Regions from separate parts of the Sus scrofa genome. Here region 2 is linked to region 1. The links are chromatin contacts, called in public HiChIP or PLAC-seq maps. All regions are on one chromosome and are shown on one strand. The core of a region is the stretch at or near the end of the contact, and the rest is flanking DNA. Distances in the headings are between cores, read along the strand shown. Region 1 holds the start of NEMP2 (nuclear envelope integral membrane protein 2). Region 2 overlaps STAT1 (signal transducer and activator of transcription 1, 91kDa).

Evidence for each region. HiChIP or PLAC-seq counts read pairs in DNA pulled down with a chosen protein or histone mark.
Region 2: an H3K27ac HiChIP or PLAC-seq map of skeletal muscle shows a contact between it and region 1, with 2.2 times the contacts expected there. The contact joins the enhancer-like site here to the promoter of NEMP2 in region 1. A contact is called at or near these places in 1 of 5 promoter capture datasets (fetal liver), 4 of 47 Hi-C or Micro-C datasets (embryonic fibroblasts, epiblast stem cells, heart right ventricle and 1 more) and 2 of 2 datasets of contacts at active chromatin or transcription factors (alveolar macrophages and skeletal muscle).

Annotation. Positions count from the first base shown.
Region 1 is chr15:95,512,020-95,514,950 of Sscrofa11.1, forward strand. It overlaps NEMP2 (nuclear envelope integral membrane protein 2), which reads right to left and starts at 1,395. Exons shown (of 13, transcript XM_021076065.1): 1 at 1,272-1,395. GLS (glutaminase kidney isoform, mitochondrial) reads left to right here and starts at 1,395. Exons shown (of 18, transcript XM_021076049.1): 1 at 1,395-2,011. The coding sequence starts at 1,626.
Region 2 is chr15:95,611,336-95,614,266 of Sscrofa11.1, forward strand. It overlaps STAT1 (signal transducer and activator of transcription 1, 91kDa), which reads right to left. Exons shown (of 23, transcript NM_213769.1): 17 at 1,770-1,819; 18 at 966-1,060; 19 at 82-227. Among named protein-coding and RNA genes, the nearest start is that of STAT1, 30 kb to the right of the region's middle. Within about 2 kb of position 1,471, at least 21 of the 83 cell types and tissues checked have an H3K27ac peak or open chromatin away from gene starts, as enhancers often do. A contact at or near this core is called in fetal liver, skeletal muscle and subcutaneous adipose tissue, where this site is marked.

The sequences.
Region 1 (2,931 bases), core at 145-2,644:
GTTACCTTGACTCTTTAACAAATTTTAGTGACAGGTAACATTAAGTAGTAGTAAATCCTCTAAACAATTTGCAAGTCTTTTAATAAGTGTGATTACTTGCTTTACATATGATAGATTTTTCCACGTGCTTCTAGTTAAAGATAGAAAAAACTTAAACATGGCAAGACTGTGGCATGCAAAAGGTCACATAACCTGTAGGTACAGTCAGATTTCCAATGACTAATCTAGTGCAGTATTTTAAGATTCATCAGATTACTAAATCTGATGATCAGTTAATGATGCACCTGTCATACACCCTTCCCTTTTCATAAAAATCATCCTATTAACCTTTAAGAATCTATGCATATAAACCTAATTGTTTTGGTAAACTCTCTAAAAGCTTTTCTTTTCGCGTGGAGTGGACTGTAGATGTAAGTTCAAAGAAAAATTCAGAGTTTATCAGCTCCTTGGTTCTTTTCCTACCGGTCCTCAAAGATAAATGGATCAAAACAGCTGAAACGATTTAAAGACCTAGTATCTGGATGCTTCTATCTTATGACAATCAAGCAGCTTTAGAATAGAAAAGTGTCTACAAGTTTGCTTTCAAGCAAACGAGTGTTAAGGGAATCGCTGCTATTAAAAAATCTTTTTGAGATGTAGGTGTACATTTTAAACAGTAATTTTTAAAAAGGGAAGCAGTGGTGTTCAGGAATTTCCCCCTTTCTCTTGGTCCTCCCCTGAACTCCAGCCCTCCAAATGGCTAAGTCGCATAGCTGAAAGGATTTTGCTCATTTTTTCCAAAACATTTCACATCTGGGCAGTCGCCAACCATAGGAACATTTGGGCAGAGAGCAAAGCTCGTCTGGGTCTGCCTTCTGGGGATCGATGCCCTCAGAGGCGTCGCCACACGCCCTTACCAGTTAGCTCCGGGCCAGCAGCAAGCTTGGACCAGCCGAGCTTCGACAGCTGGGCCAGACGCCAGCGCGGGCCAAGCCCACTGACTGACCGCCGGCCCTCCGGCTGCATAAGGCTCCTGCCCATCAGTCTCCCAAACAGTTCGAGGCCCTAGAGTCCAGGAGTCCATCTGCTTCGTAAAAGACGAGACCGTTGAGCCCCCACTTTCCCCACGAGGGTAGCCTCAGGGCTGACGAGGCGAGGAGGAAGGGGCTACTCTAGAGCCCGGCCTGGCTACCCTGCTTCGCACGTCAGTTTGATCCCTCTCCCCGCCCCCCGCCAGTCCCCGCCTGACTCCGCGCAACGGGCGGGGAGAGAAATGTGACTGCTACACCCACCAATCAGAAGCGAGGTCGAGGATCTGAGCCAATCGGGACCGGCGACTGGGGCAGGCCGCCAGCGTCCTCCCGCCCCCGGGAGGGTGAGCGCGGAATGTCCCCGGCCCGCCCCTGCGCCTCAGTCTCAGTGCGGGTCCCTCCTCGTTTGGGAGCAGAAGTGGCTGCGGGTAGTCTCCGGAGCAGCAGCAGCAGCAGCAGCGTCGGCGGTTGCCGGAGCCGGAACCACACCCACGTCACTGCCCCTGTCCTCTTTTGCCCTCTCGTCGTCCGGTCGGAGACCGCATTCTCAGAGAGCGGCTTGCCCACGCCCGGAGCATCCTCCCTTGCTGAGCGAGCGCTGACGGACCCGGCGGCATGATGCGGCTGCGAGGCTCGGCGATGCTGCGGAACCTGCTCCTGCGGCCGCCCGCCGCTACCTGCGCGGTTCTGAGGCGGGCGCAGCCCCTCGCCACCCTGTGCCGGCGCTCCCGGGGCGGGGGACGAACGGGCCCTGCGGCCGCCGCGCGGCTCCACCCGTGGTGGGGCGGGGGCGGCCGGCCAGCGGGGCCCCTCGCGAGGGGCCTGTCCAGCTCCCCTTCGGAGATCCTGCAGGAGCTGGGCAAAGGGGGCACGCAGCAGCAGCAGCAGCCCGGGGCGTCGCCGCCCGCGGCCCCGCCGGCGCCCAGCCCCAAGGACAGCCCGGGGGAAACGGACGGGTTCGGCAACAGCGAGGGCAAGGAGCTGGTGGCTTCCGGCGAAAAGTGAGTGTCTCTGCGAGGCGCTGGAGGCCTCATCCTGCGTGGGGCCCATGCCCGGGAGGGGCCTGCGGTGGGGCGGGATGGGAACGGAGGTTCGAGAAAGAAAGAGATGCCGGGCGGCCTGCGCCGTCTGCGCCATGTGATTAGGCCCAGCCCCGCCCGCGCCTTCCCCGCCTGTGCCTCACCGCTCAGCCTTTACTTCCCTTCCCCGCCGCGGGGTGGAGCCGCCGAGGGGTCAGTCTGGTCCACCCCCCACACCCCCCCAGCGCTGGAAGCTGTGGCTGCTTGGCCCGCGCCGCGTGCTCCGAGCCCGGCTCCCGGCGGCAGCGCCTGGCCGCCCGCCTAGCCCTTCGTGGGTGATAGCACACGAACAGACCGAGTGACATTTAAGCGGTGGGCGTTGAGCAGAGCTTCTGCCTTCCTGACGCGTTGCTTTTCCGGGCTCGAGTTTCCTCTCTCCCTAACCTCCTTCGATCTCTACCACCCTGTCTAATGTGGCAAAGTATTCTCAATATTTCTGGAGTGGCTTTTTCAGACGTATGTAGGGCCATCTGCGGCACCGGAAATAATATTTCCGAAACAAGGTTAAGAGGAAAAGGGTCATGTGGCTGAGAAGATGGGGCATGCCGTGCAGTACAGACCACCTGTTTCACTGGGGATCAGCTTTGGCCTGTCTGACATCTTTCATGAGACGGGTGAATTTTTGAAAATAAAAGTTAAAAAAAAAAAAAGATAAAAGTCAAAATAACCAAGATGAAATGTGAGGGGTAAAACACTGGAAAAACGGAGTTAAGTAGCTTTTGTGATTTATATTGTGAGAGGGTGTTAAGCCATCTATTCCGAACAGCAATTTAGTCTTAAAATTGACTTTTCCTACGCAGTCTGTGAGGCAATTTCCTGGATATTTCGTCTTGAGTTAATAG
Region 2 (2,931 bases), core at 221-2,720, 99 kb after region 1:
TTGCATGAGCTGATGTGCAACAATGCAAAAGGGCTTGCACTCGTGTTTGGAATTGGTGTGTGTGCAGGCACCCTCGCTTACCGCCTCCGTTCTGGGACCGCTCCACCCACGTGAACGTGATGGCCCCTTCCCGGCAGCTCTCACTGAACCGCAACAGGAACGTCCCCGGCTGCTGGTCCTTTAGCAGAGCCCGCTCTCGCTCCTTGCTGATAAAGCCCACAATACACCTGGATGTGGAAAGGGAGTGATGGAGCTACTCTGAGTTCAGTCATGATTGTAATTTTCAAGTTAACTTACAAATCAAGAGGACTGCAGCTTGACAAATGAACGTAAAATAAAAATGTATCAACTATTTTAAATGCTTTAAAATCTGTTTCACATTTCACTCATATGTATACATGCTAAAGTCCTGGACAAGCTCATTAATATGGTGCCAGTAGAATACTACAGACAACCAATAAATACCTGCTGGATTAATTTCATTTTCTACTACAAAAATGTCTGAATTTATGCATCTCATAGCGAAGAGGAAGGCTCAGACAATCCATGTTCATATCCAAGACTTATGACCAGGTTAAAGCCTCTGCTGAAATAACAACTGACCCTGGGAACAAATTAGAAACAACTTACCAAGTTAAAAAAGGTTTTTCTTCTTTTCTGAGAGGCAAGAAACTAGGTGCTCAAGAAATTTTTGTAGAATGAATGAATGCATGAATTGCACTCAGGGCTTTCTAATTTAGCTTTGAAAATGCAAATAGACATATACTATGATAGGTATAGATTTAATCTTATGAGGGTCCACTATCATGAATACCTGAAGGGACAGCCTGTAAAACAGCTGTGTGTGTGAGATGCACATAGTCCTGTCAAGTAATGAAGTCTGTCTGGGTCAGGCCTATCCCAGCCTTGCAGTAGGGAGCGTGTGCTCAACATGTTTCAAGAATACATCTATCAATGGCCCTTACCCATCATTCCAGAGAGAGAGCAGGTGTTTCTTAATGAGTTCAAGGATACTTTCAATCCAAAGCCAGAAAGGAAAATTTTTGTCATTTATGTTTTCCTGCAAGTATACAAATGCACACATTATGAACCACAAAATCCAATACAGTGACTTACCATGCCTCCTCCCACCGTGGGATTTTAGTTTGCAAACACTGCCCAGCTGCCAAAGCTAGGGCTGTCCCCTCCAGAGAAGGCCCTCCCTCTTATCAGCATTCAGACACCAAGTTCTCCACTTCCTGAGCTGGGCTCTGCTTCCCTCTCCAAACAGCAGCCACCCGGCCAAGGAATGACCTCCAGGGTGAATCACGGAACATGAGCTGCCTTCATTTGCACTACTAATATCCAGTAGCACAAGCTTGTCAACACTGTCTGGTGACCCTAGTGGCGTCTGATTATTCCCCTCAACTGGTCTCACTGCTGGAGCAGACTCGGGCAAGCTCATCTGGCCCTGCAGGCCAGCCACGTCGGCACAGAGCGCATTCCTCATGGATGGGGCTGAAATGCCGCCAGGCCAAGGGCCACTGTGAGCAAACAGAAGACTCACTTCGGATATGAAAGAATGTTATCACACAGGCAGGTGCTTCCTGTCAGGCTCACACTTGGAGACTAACCTTTGGAGCTGAAGGAAAGTAAACAACTTGCCCTTGGGGTTCCATGGGTGAGAGAGGAATATGCCAAAGTAAGCACAGGGCGGTCAGCGTCACGGCGAGAACTCCTTTACACAGAGTGTAAAGAGCTCCAAAGTCTAAAGCCCAGACAGTACCCACCTTACAGAACCTCGTCCAGGGAATAAGACCGTCAGGGCCAGCAGTGGGACCTAAACAAATACAAATAAGCATTTTCAGGAAATGGAAATCGATTCTGAAGCTTTGGCTGGACTGATGGCTCTTGTATTTGCTCTCAGAAAGCCAACATTCAACAAAGGAAGGTTGTATGTACCTGGCTGAAACTCCCAGAGGCACTAATATTAATTACCTGCACTTTCTAGAGAACCTCCACCTGGTCCCTCTTTGTGCAGCATCGTTTCCCACTGCCTGCTTCCCTCTCCCTCTACTGTAGGCTCCTCTTCCAGGGACCCTACAGAGCTTTTTCCTAAGTTTGAACTAAGATGAAAGATGGGCCCCTAGGAGATCTATTTAACTGACACTTGACTTTAGAAGCTTATTTTAGATGATAGGCATGTCCCTCAGCCCTCCTCCAAATAGGACACGGGCTCAGGGAGATCGATGCAAATCAAATGCCAAGTTAGCGAAATGAGAGAGGGCAAGGAAGCCTAGTGGTTATCACTACAAAGTGAAGTGGCCCAGGCTGTAAGAGGCAGTGAGCCCACCATTTCCTCACAGAGAACCACAGATAAGCCATCACAGGTGGAAAAGATATGTCTTAATTTGGTGCAAATAAGGGATTTCTCACTTTTTACTAAAACAGCACAAGGTCCCCACTGTGACAGCTACATGGCCAAGAGAAGGCACTGCTGAGAGCCATTTGGTTAGGAAAAGCCTACTGGTATTTGCAGTACATGAAGCTCTGCTATACAGTAAGCAAATCCAGAGAAAAGGTACCCATGGATTTTTAAAGAAATAGTTCAGATACTCCCATGCACTGAAGATCTGACCTTGAGGCCAAGAGGTCTTGGATTTGCTTAGTGTGGAAGACTAAAAAGCCCATGACATTAGCTACCGACAGGGAATTTTCTAGCATGGCCGGGACCACATCAGGCACTGCTGGTGACAGGCATCCTCCTGATGTGGGCCGTGTCTCTGCCCACCTGACACAAGACACCTGGGTGTGTGCTGTGTGGGCGGCCCCACGACCTTATTCTTACCATGCTGGGGGCTTTTTTCTCCCCAAGGTTAACATGACTTTCATCTTTCTTATCAAAGAATATTCTAGCCACAAATAATACATTTTACATAACTCAGAAATCTT